Linked DNA regions of Mus musculus: region 2 is linked to region 1. A link is a contact called in public promoter capture Hi-C data. All regions are on one chromosome and are shown on one strand. Each heading gives the region's core, a stretch centred on a gene start, on an enhancer-like site or on the middle of the called end of the contact. The rest is flanking DNA. Distances are from core to core; before and after follow the strand shown. Region 1 has its middle 110 kb from the start of Grem2. Region 2 holds the start of Fh1 (fumarate hydratase 1).

What was found. Promoter capture Hi-C pulls out the DNA fragments that hold promoters and counts their contacts.
Region 2: a promoter capture Hi-C map of second pharyngeal arch cranial neural crest shows a contact between it and region 1, with 6 times the contacts expected there. The contact joins the promoter of Fh1 here to the enhancer-like site in region 1. A contact is called at or near these places in 14 of 39 promoter capture datasets (the 3T3-L1 cell line, 3T3-L1-derived adipocytes, cranial neural crest and 8 more), 12 of 484 Hi-C or Micro-C datasets (the AtT-20 cell line, the N1E-115 cell line, adipose-derived mesenchymal stem cells and 8 more), 10 of 115 datasets of contacts at active chromatin or transcription factors (astrocytes, cardiomyocytes, embryonic basal ganglia and 6 more) and 3 of 9 other capture datasets (adipose tissue, embryonic stem cells and pancreatic islet).

What each region holds. Positions count from the first base shown.
Region 1 is chr1:175,031,347-175,038,494 of GRCm38.p6, reverse strand. No RefSeq gene overlaps it. Among named protein-coding and RNA genes, the nearest start is that of Grem2, 110 kb to the right of the region's middle. Within about 2 kb of position 2,899, at least 9 of the 459 cell types and tissues checked have an H3K27ac peak or open chromatin away from gene starts, as enhancers often do. A contact at or near this core is called in neural tube and second pharyngeal arch cranial neural crest, where this site is marked.
Region 2 is chr1:175,622,175-175,629,322 of GRCm38.p6, reverse strand. Fh1 (fumarate hydratase 1) reads left to right here and starts at 3,688. Exons shown (of 10, transcript NM_010209.2): 1 at 3,688-3,872. The coding sequence starts at 3,750.

The DNA of each region.
Region 1 (7,148 bases), core at 1,650-4,149:
ATTTTGATGAGAAGTCCTGTTCCAAAAAACATTGTGGTCAGCACCTGAAGAATGACAGCTGAAGCTGATGTATAATTTACATGTCCATTCATGTACACACACACACACACACACACACACACACACACACAATCAGAATTTTCTAGGTCCACAGATATTCATGAAATTATACTATTATGACTTTGAGACGTATTAGTTCATCAATATATTTAGCTGCCCTTTTTAGAAAGGCACCATAGTAATATTTAATTATTAATTGCAAAATCTCCTCTGAGATGCTTTCCATGATCTGGGTCTACCAGTTAACCCCCTTTCATGCTCATGTATTGGGAAAAGCAAACCTTTACATCAGAGCCTTCCTGAACTCTGTATGATCCTATCCATCCCGCGTCTCTCCTCAGTTGCATCATTGAGTTGTTGATGCCAAATTTGTCCAAAAACAGCAGCACCACTGGCTTCCTCAGAACTAATACAGTTCACTCTTAAAAAGTTAAATGCAAATTGGGGACGTAACTCATTGATAGAGTACTGTGAGAAAACTCTGCTAAGTAAGACCAAATCTGTCATTGACCAGATAGTTAGCCTTCTGGGGCTGGGCACTGACCAGTTAGCCTTCTGGGGCTGGGCACTGTATGGATGATTCCCTTCATCGGCAGGGTTTCTCCTTCTCCGACCTTGTCTGGGGAGTTCAAAACTTCCCACACCTCTATCTGCAAAATGTCATGTGGCCTTGGTTAAGATTACAGGTTCAACTTCCTTTCTCATAATAAGGAGCTAGAGAAAGTACCCAAGGAGCTAAAACAAGGGGCAACTCTATAGGAAGATCAATGATATGAACTAACCAGTACCCCCCAGAACTGTTTCTAGTTACATATGTAGCAGAAGATGGCCTAGTCGGCCATCAATGGGAGGAGAGGCCCTTGGTCTTGAGAAGATCATATGCCCCAGTACAGGGGAATGTCAGGGCCAGGAAGCGGGAGTGGGTGGGTTGGGGAGCAGGGCGGGGGAGTGTATAGGGGACTTTCAGGATAGCATTTGAAATGTAAATGAAGAAAATATCTAATAATAATAATAAAAAGAACCCGTTATTCTAGTACCTGAGATTCCTGAAATGCTACCACATTCTAAGGAGGCATTTCGGTACTCTAGGCCTTCAACAAATGACCTTCCCTGCCTGGGCTTTCCTAGCCCCTGGTGGTATATAATTCCTGGTTCACCCTGAATAAAGTGTCTGCACCCACATTCACCCTCAATAAAACAATATGAACAAGCAAGGATTGTCTCAGAGGGCTGGTCCATTAAAGACTGCCATGGAGAAAGCCTTCGCCAGAAGGGGCCAAGCCTAAGACTCCTGAAGGTTTTCTCTTTTCCAGGCCCCTCATACTCAGCACTGTTTCCCAATAGGGCTAGATGGGGTTCGTTCTGGGTTCCACCTTGCCCCTCCTGTCTGGTATTGAACTGTCAACCCTGATTTCCTCTGCCCACAGTATACAGGTGGCGTATGGGTATTCAGAAAGGAGACCAGGAACCACAGCTTTCATCCTAGACCCCACTGTTTCCCCTTCCAGTCCAGCATATAGCGGCATCTAATGCCCCCATGGCTATGGACTCCCCATTCTGGACTTTGCCCTGCCTCCTTTATGTGACATGCCAGAGTTGCCTGTGTACCCCTGCCCCCGTGGAAGAGAGGCAGGCCCACAGTACAACAGAATAGTTGCATAGAGTGGGCAAGCCTCTGGGTTTCATCCACAATACCACAAAAAAGATGATGATGATGATGATGGTGGTGGTGGTGGTGGTGGTGGTGGTGGTGGTGTACTATATTGAACTGAAGAAACATAAAACCAAACATCCTAGCATCATATCCTTAAAAGAATCATCCATCCATATCCAGGGTAGTGGCAGTGGAAGAGGTTAACATGGTAACTCTGAAACGGTTAATTCCAAATAGACTCAGAAGCAGCACATACTTCATAATTGCACAATAACTTTAAAGGCAGTTTGCATGCAATTAGATGGATAGGTATAGTTAAGTAGCCATGACTTACCAAGACAGCAACTTAGGTATGAGTTCAGAGTTCCCTGAAGATGTTACTCCAATGTAAAGGACCAAGGTCTATGAGTGCTTAAGTGTTCTGCCTATGTGTATATATCCATGTGTCGCTAGTTCTCAAGTCAAGGGCCAAATGACTCTAACCAAACAATATTTTGATGAGTTAAGTGTAAATGAATTGTAAACATATGGATTAAATTCTCTTTAATACACTTGGATTTAAAAATTAAGAGAAAAATGCTTGGTAAAGCCAACTTTGGCTTTTGGCAAACCCAAGCTTTGGAAAAATTGCTGGAGATGTTCAATAACCCAACTGAGGAAAACACAGCCCACTTCCTCTCTCCCTTTTATAGAATCTGTATTTGTTCACACACATGGTCCCAAGAGAAGGCCACAGAGACATTTTGATTGGAGATGACGCCAGTCACTAAATAAGACTTTCCTCAGAAAATTCCTTGTTTATTCATGAACTTGTCAGGTATTTATGGTGCATAATTAATTAGGAAATCTTCTGATAAATTATCTCTCTTCCTTAGTATCCCAAAGAAGAAGGACGCCCACTTCTGCTGTGTGCTAATGTCTGTCTGCCGACATCATAAATATGTTCCTAAAGATTCTCAATGGAAAGTATCTTCTCTTAATTTTCTCCAGATGGTGTTCTTAGTAGGGATGGTTTTTCTGACTGAGTGTCTCCTAAATCCTGCTGTGTGACTCTACACATGGTCATAGTTACCGTAAGCGTGTGACGAATCCCAGATGTGAAACCATTTAAAGTGATCTACTGATCTAAGGCAGTGCTCTGGGGGACAAATGAGGGATACTGTGAGGTCAGAGCAATTAATGGCGGTCTCTCTGGAAGGTCTGAGAATTGAGGGGTAGGAGAGAGCTAGTAGTGAGTACAGAGAGGGGGAAAATGAGAACCTCTCATGTTTTAGAGTTACCCCTCCTTCCTTAGAGAACAGAGGAAGTAACTCAAGGACTACAAAAAATGGTTATAACTGAGTTCTCGTCACGTGAGTAAATATAGTTTTTCTTCTCTGTGTGTTCTGAAGGCAAAAGAGGCTGAGCTGTCAGCCCTCACCCACCAAGCTTGCCTGAATGATACTACTAGATTAAAAGACCACTGGACAGTGTTAGAGGCAAACAGAACACAAAGATTCAAGACAGAAAAGTTAACACAAACAAAGCATAGCTTATGTCTTGGAGACACCCAACAAGACAATCAACATGGCACAGGATGGCAGAAAGTAGATTCGAGGTGGAATATTTTGAGTGTAACTGCTGCTAATAAATAACCTTTGCTGGAGACAGAGAAAGCACCCTCCTCCTGCCCCACCCCCACCCCGTTTTCCTCCTTCTTCTCTCCCTACCTCCTCTTAGCCCTTCTTATCTCCTGTGTGTTGTAAATATGGGGATACCTCATATCTCAGAGGTTTATATTATAGAGGAGTTTTATTTAAGATATTTTCTTGGCCAAGGGAAAGAGAACAGAATATAACTTATTTGAAGGGCTCTACTAGGGAAAAATGAAATTATGAGTGTATTATTTAATTTTCTTCTTTTGAAAGAAGCAGGGTCTTTGGGCTCAGTGGTACCAGAAACAATCACATACTGCTTCAATTAAAACCATATAGCAGCATATAAAGCTCATGAACACAGACCTCCTCCTTTGCAGTTCTTTCCTACCTCCTGGGGAGGCAACACTAATGCTTGATTTGTGGTCTTATTCCATCCTTTTCCTCTGCTTCCCTACATTTATACCAGTCTGTGTTGGTATAAGTTTGGTGAAAGAGAAAACAAGATCATACATGATATGATTGAATAACTTGATAACTTGTTTTCCTTTCAATTAATATAATAGGAACAAAAGGCATTTTAACTTGTCCCCAGCATTCAAGAAGTATGCATTATTTATGAACATGGATGCAAACATCTGAACTCCAATGATGGTTCACTATTATTTAATACATTACTATTTTCATCACATCAGTGAATCAAAGCGGACAGACCACATACCTCCTTTTGAAAGACGGCAAAAATTCTTTTGATAAAATTCAACAGCCATTTACAATTTTAAAATATTTCTCCATAAACTATAAACAGAAGGATATCTTCTTACCATGCTAAAAAAAACTTATGTGCATAGAAACCCAGCTAGTTCTTATTTGGAATGTCAGAATTCTCAGCTGAAAACACTCTGAAACAAAGGATGTGAGATATGGCCGAACATCCCTAAGAAATCAACTGAGAAATTATTTTAAGAGATAAAATACTTCATCAAGCTAATTATAAAAACTATGCCAAAGTCAAAGTGAGTCTTCCTCGTTGCTGTATAAATGGCTGCATATCTACAAAGAGGGATATGATGAGGAGTAGCACTAGAAAGACAAGATTTGAAAAATAAATTTTAAAAATGCCACTTTTATAAATAAAATCTATTTAACACAATAAAGTACTCTTTCTAGATGCATTTACTAAAAGATGGTGTTAATAAATGAGGAGGCGCATTATGTGCTTAGGTGCAATGGATTAGTCTTGGAAAAATTATATGTCTTTTCTAGGCAATCTACAAATTAATATAATTACCCAGGAGTCCTAATGGCTTTTAAACTACACTTGCTCCTTATACTCACAAACACTAAATGACTGAAGATGATGAAAACAAGTTAGAGAATGGAAGCTTGATGTAAGATTAAAAAACACAAATAAGCCGTGTTTCCAAACCCTAGCTCTATCTGGTATCAGTGCAGATTATAGGTAGAAATTGGTGTGGCAGAATGGGGAGTAAAAATAAATTCATGTGTAGGAACTGTTGCCTTAGAGGATACATATTGTTCATCTCAAGCTGTTAGAAAAAAAAAATCCATCACCCTGAGCAAACTATAAATCATAGATATTTCTTGTTCAGAAACCCGACAGACATGAAGTCAACATCAAGGCACCAGGAGATTTGGGGGGCATTTCCTCCTGTGCAGCACTTCGTTGATCCTTCCTACTAAATGAAAGGGCACAAAGCTCCCAAGTCTGATCAATGGGGGCAGCAGCCCATTCGTGAAAGCACAGTGGTATCTAGTCACCTCCCAGAGCCCCCACCTATAATACGCTTGTGGTCAGGCTTGTGAGGGAGAGTTTTACAAGGACACAACCATTCTGCCCAGAGAAAAATGAGGCTTTCCAGAGCCAGATATTAGGTATTAGTCAGTGAATTGGTTTTGTAATTACTATTAAAAAATAAGAGGGGGAGAGAAAAAGAGAGAGAGAGAGAGAGAGAGAGAGAGAGAGAGAGAGAGAGAGAGAGAGAGAGAGAGAGAGAAGCAGGGAAAAAGCAGAAAGGAGCCAAGAAAAGGAACAGGGAGGAAAGCACTTTGAATATCTCACTGACCACAGAGTATGCTGGAAGGAAGGACAGAGTAGTGCAGGGGACAGGAAAAATATTCTAAGAAGGAAAGGGTGGATGGATTTGGTTGAATAGAAATTCCAAGCTGCCTTTAGCGGAAAAAGAAACACATATAAATATTTGCAGTAAAAGAATGCACCCAGTGAATGTCATGGCCTTGGGCTCCTTGCATTCCAATGTCTGGCCCTAGAAAACCTCTCTTCTTGTCACACTATACTCTCAGGCCCTCACTACCAGATATCCTAGGCAGCTCTCCCCCAACAGGAGGTGCCATAGCCTTTCTGGAAGGGGACCTTTGTCCGCACATTAGCAATCGTTTTTTGCAGAACCAACATCCCAAACTCTTTCCCTTTTAGAAGCTTATGAAGAACTAAAGGATTTAGTTCTGAAAGAACTTAGTTCTCAGCAGTAGAGAATTGTGGGGGTTTTTTGGTTTAAGCATATCCACGAAACAAAGTATTATACTGTCATTTAAAATAAGGCTTTAGGAAAGAGATCGAATCCTGCTCCCTGACTGCTCATGGAAGATGAGCATTTTCCGTTTTCTTTAGTTCTGTTCCATGTTCTCTACTTGGAGGAAAAAAATAATGACCTGTATTCCGGTTGTGGGTTCTTCATTCCTCTACTTTTTGGGAGAGCAAATTGCCACAGTGTTTCGAGGAGTGTAATTTGGCAACATAAATAAAAATGGTGACAAGGGAGAGCAGATGAAGGTTTATGGTTGTCACAGTAACCAGAGGCCTGTAGCGCTCGCTCAGTGGCCGAGTCCTCCATATGTTATAATTAGCTTTACCTTGGGGCCATGAGATGGGAGCTAGTTCTGTACAAACGTGGGAAAAGCTGCTCATTCCCTGCCTGCTCCAAATGACCTAGCTTCCTGCTGTCACACAGAAAGGGACACTTAGACTCCACTGCCTAGCGTTTGCAGTCTTACAACAGTAGGCCCTGGGTTGAGCATCTAAAAACAAGCTATTTTCTCCCCTGGGGACTGAAGCATTTTGAGTTTTTCAGTGTATTAATATTTTATGTTTGCATAAAGGTCTTATATCTCAGAGTCTGCATTTCTGAACCTTTTTTTTTCCTTCCTCCCCCTTCTTTCTTTTCTTTTTCTTTCTGCTTTTAGAAATGCCAATTTGAATTTGGCATGTATTTAATAACATACAGAGACAGCGAAAAGAAAAAAATAACAATAATCCTTTGCCTGGACACAGCAGAATGAGGGCGGGCAGAGACTGGGAAAAAGCTGTAGGTTTTTGTTTGCTTGCTTGCTTGTTTGTTTTTCTTTTTCTTCTTTCTCCTCGGGAAAATAAGCTTGCTGATTAACATCAGGAAATATAGAAAGACTTAGAATTTCTGATGTTTTCGAATGATTGTCACCTTCATTTATACCTGGTGAAAGTATAAGAATGCACAGATTCCGAAATGAACAGGACACTTCCCTACCAATGCTGTAATTCTCTATCACAGAACAGGAAACTGGGCATCAGAGAGGTGTCAGAGCCCCCAGCAAATCGAAGCTGTCCGCTCTGAGATCAGGTCCTCTCCCCATTGACTGTAACTTAACGTGCTTTCCAGGGGGAGGGCAGGGTGATGGCTCCATTAGTAACATGCTTCCTGGGGAAGCAGCAGGAACTGGAACACATGGAGATGTGTGCCTGCAGTCCCAGTGTTGGGAAGGGACACGGGTGGATCCCCAAA
Region 2 (7,148 bases), core at 2,439-4,938, 590 kb before region 1:
TCATCAGGCATCAACAAGAACAAAGCAGGTTCCTATTATCAGGTCAGTCCCTAGTTTAAAGAAATACAACTCTAAGCAAAGCAAAACCACGATTTTATTTTAGATAGAAGGTTGCATCCTAAAATAAAGATGTACAGTGTCAACTGTAAGAAAAAAGGCTTTAAATTCATGTTCATTATTGACAATGGTGAGCTAAGCCAATGTTTTTCACATTTTGGCTACTCCTATTCCACATTCCTTATACGATTCACCTTTTGATCCTGATTGGTAGACATTTTATTTAGCCAAAATGCAACTTTATATTGCTGTTACAAGTATAAAATTACTTTCATTGATTTACTAGAAGGCAAATATACATTAATAGTTGGGAGTTCTTAGACATCAATGTTCTCTTTGCAAAAGGGATTATAGTGGGTACTACCTAATAAGGTTGCTTTTAGTGTTTAATGAATTAATTAATACATTTAAATGACCCACTTCTGCAATCCCAGCCCTGGAAACATTGAAGCAATAGGACTGTGAGTTTACAGCCAGCCTGGGTTACATGGTATTTCAATGAAATAAAAATCACAAGAAGAAAGAAAAAGAAATTTTTCTGGAATATTTTATGTGTCTTAGGAGATTGTTGAAAGATATGAATCTACACATATAAAATCCATCATGCAAAATTTCAAAAAGTTAAATTAGGGGTAGGAACTGGATATGTGCTTGAAACAGAAATGAAACCAATGAAAAATAAAATGATAACTCTAATTGGATGAGTAATAACTGAAACTTGTAGAGGTACCAATGTTCAAAGGAATTTAAGATAAAAAACAGCAATATCAATAGACATCCTTGGATCCTGGAGACCCTCAGCAGGTAAGTGTTCTCGTCAATAGTCCTGAAAGCTTCATATTCTGCATCCCCGTACTGCAAGGAGAGAACCAGTTCCCACAAAGTGTCCTCTATCTGTGTACTGTGGCAGAAAACCCCAAACCAAAATCACAACAAAAAGAGTAAATCATTTTTTAAATTCATGAAACAGAATACTATTAAGTCTATAAAAAAGATCATAGCTACTTTTTATTTAAGACCATTTCCAGCACTGAATTAAATTATAGCAGTAGGCTTTAAAATGACTTTTTGTTTGTTTGTTTTGAGACAGGGTCTCATTTTGTAGCCCTGGTTCTCCTGGAGCTGACCATGTAGACCTGCACTAGTCTTTAATGCACAGAAATCTACGTGCCTGTGCCTCTCTGGTGTGCAGACTAAGGTGGTGCACCATCACACCAGGACTGAAATGAAGTTGTAAAGCAATTGTTTGCCTGTTAGTGACTGAAGCAACAAACAAGGGTGGACGGGGAAGGACACTTTTGAAGAAAATAAGCGCCTCTGGGAAGGGGCGGGAGAACGTGGCACTCAAGTTTAGAAATGAATCTTCTATTTCGTTAAGAGTACAGACAAAGCAAATGGTAAGTGTTTGTGTTGCTTTGTGGTAGGAGAGTAGAGAATGGAAACAAAGGACTCATGATTACTTATAAACTAAGCAGAAGACAGGCCTTAGGTCTCAGAAACTCAGAGAAATGGCTGAGCTGTCATTAACATATCAAAGCAATATCTGGGGCTCCTCCCAGCACTTTTCAACCCTTTCCCTCCTCTAAACTTCTGAGAGCTGGGCTTCCACCTGCACAGCTCTTTTCCCTATGTAAGTCAGCCATTTTGGCTACATCATTCTCTTAGCCTATTTATTGGCTTGATTACCTGTCTTGTCTTTGTCAGTAGCTCCTTTCTTGCCCCCATCCCATCCCCTGCCCCCTTTCCTCCCATGGCCTGGTTTCCTCTGCCTGCCTTGTTCAGCTTGGCCTCTTTCCTCTCTCTGCTTTCTCCCTTGTATCTACCATAAAAATCCTCTCCTTACTTTAGGAGTAGTCATGTCCTCCTCCTTTCATTTCAGTTGTTTTTTTCATTCAGCTGGAACCCAGGAGATCCCCCTACACACACACTCACACACACACACACACACACACACACACACACACACTCACACACACTCACACTCAAACACTCACACACACTCACACACACACTCACACACACACTCAAACACTCACACACACACTCACACACGCACTCACACACGCACACACACACTCACATACACTCAAACACTCACACACTCACACACACGCACTCACACACGCACACACACTCACTCACACACACTCACACACACACACTCACACATGCACACAAACACTCACACGCACACTCACACACACACACATATTCACACACACACTCACACACACCCACACACACTCACATACACACATACTCACCACACTCTTGTGGCTGCTCTTTAATGGCAAAAGTGTAACATTTCGGGCAGAAGATACACTGCTTTATATGATTGTACTTTATCTTACTGCTTTGTCTTTTTCCCCTTAACCTAACTTTTAAAGAAAATTTGGTTCTACCTTTCACCAACTACTCTAAAAATTTCTCAGCCATTAGTTGAGAGAGGGAAGAACTAGATACTGAGGTCTGAAAACCCACCGGTACTGGTTTAATTGATTTAGCTCAGCTATTAGTCTTATTCTTACTTATTTTATTTCATTTGTGTTATTTTGAGACAGGGTGGCCTGTATCCCACACTGGCTTCAGACTCCCTGTGTAGCCAAGGATGGCCTTGAACTACTATTCTTCCTACCTGCACTTCTCAAGTGTGAAGATTGCAGGTCAACAGTGCATTTGTGTCAGGCTCACTATGAAGCCAAGGTTATTCTTGAATTCAACTCCTCCCTACCGTGGCATCTAGAGTGCTGAGGCTATAAATTGAAGCCTCTCATTTCCTGAAGAACTTCCTCTTTAACTGTCTTCTGATTCTGCATTAGAAAATTAAAAGAAGAGACACAATTTTTTTTATCAGTTACTCTTTTTCCATTGGCATCATTTAAGCAATGTTTTCCCTAGCCTGTAACCACAAAGAAAATCAGAGATGAAAAATCCCAAGGAATGTGGACACATTATAAATGTTATCAGAGGACATGTTAAAAGACAGAGGAAAAGGCTGGAGAGATGACCCAGTGGTAAAGAGCAGTGACTGCTCTCCCAGGTGTCCTGAGTTCAATTCTCAGCAACCACAGGGTGGCTCACAACCATCACAATAAGAGGGATCTGATGCCCTCTTCTGGTGAGTCTGAAGTCTGCTACAATGTACTCATAGACATAAAATAAATCTTTTAAAAAAATGACAGGAAAATTGACTCCAAAATGACAACTAGGAGCATTGTGGGATAATTGATTACTACTTCCTTGTTTAAAATTTGAGGCACTTTCTAGGAAGATAAGTATTTGAGACACGGATTCATACAGCTGCACGTCATGGGTGGTTGCAGGATAAATATTAACTTGATAACATGTTCTTTCTAGGCTGTCTCACGGACCTAGTACTACAGGCATCTTCAGCCAGTTTCCTGCCTCCTAGCAGCCACATTTGAAGTATTGTCGGAAGATCTGACCTCCCGCCTCTTGTCTTTTCCCATGATTCCTTCCGCACTAGTTTCCCGTGAACCCGAGGACTTCAAACAGCCATACTACAGGCCCAGGGAAGGCAACCCGCCCCATTAGTTATTATTGGCCAGTCATGGTTAGTCCCGTCCTACATGCTCAGGAAGAGGCGTTTGATTGGTTACGAGCGTGGCCGGAATCTGACGTATTAGGGGGCGTGGCTCAGGCTCAGCTTTCCACCCCCGTACAGCAGCACCATGTACCGCGCACTCCGTCTCCTCGCGCGCTCGCGTCGCCTCCTGCGGGTTCCGTCCGCCGGTGCTGCAGTGTCTGGGGAAGCGACCACCCTCCCGCGGTGTGCTCCGAACGTCGCGCGAATGGTGAGCGGGCATCTCGGGACCCGGCCTCCCCGGGGTGACCTTCACGTCAGAGTGTCCCGGGTGTCCCCGCGGGCCGCGCCTGGGCTCGGCGCCGGCCAGCACGCTCACCATCCGCCCCGGACGCGGCCTCCAGCCGAGTGTGTTGGGGCTGCGGGCAGCGCTGAGGGACGCGCTCCTTCCTGCTGGGGAGCCTGAGTGTCAGGGCAGACCTGCCCAATGCCTGAGCTTGCAGAGGCCTTCGGTCCAGGACACCTTCTCTGGGAAAGAGCGTGCACGGAGGCAGAGGGTGGGGGATGCCGGGGTGCAGGAGTAGCCCGAGGAAAGGGGAAGCCCCTTCCTTGTCCAGATCGCAAGCCCTGCTGGCTGGACACAGACAGGATGCTCCCCTAGGCTAGGGTCTGGCTTCTTGGTCCACCAGGGTGCTCTTTCCTGCTTTCAGGCCCTCGAAGTGGATGAAGCCAGTGTGTCTTCTGAACGGAAAGGCTTTGCTTCTTACTAACTTGACTATTTAGCTTGTGAGGTTACATGTGTTCTCTCTCACAACTGGGTGTAAAACTCCGAAATCCATAAATGTGGACCTAGGAACATAAGTACTCGGAAGCATGCCTGAGCAGATTGGATAGGACCGAACAATTGCCCTAACCAAGATTTTGTATTCAGAAAGACAGCTAAAGGAACTTAAGGGGCCAGGTCCAAGGTATGGCATGCTTCGTTAAGCCCCTGTACTGTTTAGAGTTCTTTAGAAAACGAAAAATGCGAGTGTGTATGTACTGTTAGGAAAAGTTTGAGAAATGAATAGTTAGGAAGACCACTCCGAAGTGTAGCATGTCTTCTGTAGTGTGGGGTGTGATTTCAAGTCCTACTGCTGCGTTCAGGCTTTGTCCAGTTTCTACATGTAAAGCTGAGATAATTACAGAGGCTCAGCAAGATAGAACTTGGGGAAAACACTGTGCTTCTTAATTAGACCTCCTTTAGTGTCCTTAAAAGGGCCAAGACGTTCTCTCAACTTCTAGACGCTTGAATGACAACTCTGTACCGTCTTGGGGCTTGGGAGATGACACCAGTGAAGAATCCATCAGGTGGTTCACACCCACCTGTAACATCAGCTTTAGGGGACCTGTAACACACTCTTAATAACCTCGACATATGCGTGTGTGCAAACATACATACACACACACACATATGCACCCATGCACACACAGACACACACTAACATAAATCTTGGAAAGAAGCTATGAAGTCCAGGTTGCTTAAAGTTCCTGGAACTTTGCTCTGGTGATTTTAATGCATTCTAAAATCTCTTTTAAAAAGACTGGGTTTCTTTTTGTTTTAAAGCTTGTTTAGGGGAACAGGAAAATGGAATGAATCTATCATGGCAAATATGAAAATAGCAGTTTCTTGCTTAGGGTTATAGTGTCAGAAAATAGGATCAGTATACTTTTCTTTTTCCATGGTTCCAAGGACATTTCTTGCCCTTTAGCCCCCTTGTAATTTCCAGCAAGCCTGCTGATTTTGTTAAAAGTTGTTCTCTAGTATTGAGAAATTCACATGACCCTGGAAGCCCTGTTATTTAAAAGGACACTTAAGAGTTCACCTGAAGTGCGTCATGTGGAGGTATGACGCATTGTTGACGACTTCTCTGCTTGGGGCCATGTAAATATGATGGTTCATTTATGCTTAGAATGCAGAGGCTGTTGGCAAAGATTACACAAAGGGCTGTCGAGATGGTTCTGAGGGTCAGAGTCTCTGCTCTACAACGTAGGGAAGGAAGGTTTGATTCACAATTCCCGGGTGCAGTACTACATGGCAGGGCCGGCATGACAGCAGGAGCTTGAGGTAACTGGACACACTGAGTGTGAACACACTGGGTACACAGTCAGGAAGCAGAGAGAGCATCACTGACACTCAGATTGCTTTATAACTTAAAAAAATTTTTTTTTTAGTTTTTAAATTAAAAATATAGCTATAATTTCCCCTTCCCTTGCCTTCCTCCCATGTACCAATCCCCTTGCTCTATGTCAAAATCATGTCTTTTTCTTAATGGTTAGTGTGTGTGCATATGAGTGTGTGTTAGTTAATTTTCTGTTGTGATAAAACACCATGACCAAGGCAACTTATAGAAGGAAGGGCTTAATTTAGAAGCAGAGAGAGCAAACTCAAAATGTTAATAGCCTTTAGGCTCTCCAGTGACATACTTTGTCAGCAGGGCCACACTTCCTCAGCCTTCCTAAACAGGACCATTATCTGGGTACCAAGCATCCATATGCCTGAGACTATGGGAGACATCTTGTTCAAAGGACCACAGTATATAAATGCCTGTCTGTACAAGTGACACAGTGGAGTGTTGCTCATGTACGTATGATTTCAGGACTGAGCACTTGGCAGTGGATATCCACTGCAGCACACATAGGATGCTGCCACTTACACAGTGGTGGTCCACACAGCTTAGATGTCTTCTTTATTCTGATCTAGATGAGCCATCCTGGGCAGGCCCAGAGGCTTGTTTACTTGGTGATCAATCCTGTTCAGGTGACAGTATTAGTCATAACACCTGAGGTTAAAGGTAGGAAATAGAATTTTGGAAGAGTTTGTTATACGCTGAGATGGTATAGTATTTGCTTTTGTTTTACGCTGGATATGCTTTTAAAGATAGACAGGATGCTTTTGACGTGTCTGCCAAGGTTGTGATTTTAGCTACCGTTTACCTTTCTGCAGCTTAATTATAAAATGTGGGTATGAAAGTCCTAGATTCACCTCCATCTCTTCTGTTCTAGGTTAGTGGTGCTGTGGCGTGGACCCACAGTTTCCAGTGTGCTGGGCAAGAGCTCAGCCATTAAGGTTCCTCTCCAAGGAATTAAATTCCATTGGGAAGTATATTTCCTTTAAGATTTAAAGCTGAAGCACATGACTAAAAGGAATCATGTCAAGTAACTTTTTTATTCTACACACTATGGTAACTTACTTAGAAGAAATATTGATATTTAGTGATGACATTTTAGTAATTTTGAGTACATAGATCATAAAAATTTAGAACTTGAAATGTAATTTTGTAAAGTACAGATAAGAGCTGTTCTCCCTGGGAGCTAGCATCCTGGTATTCTCTAAGAAGCTAAGGAAGAAAAGAAGGGCCATTTTACTGTTTTGAGCTAAAGCTTACTTTAACATAAGGATGCCTTTTTTTAAGGGTATCTGAGACAAAGGTTGTGGCAGTCGCTTACTTGTGCATCTCCCATTTAAAAGCTCAGCTGTTGGTTTACAGGGTGGGAAACAAGTTGG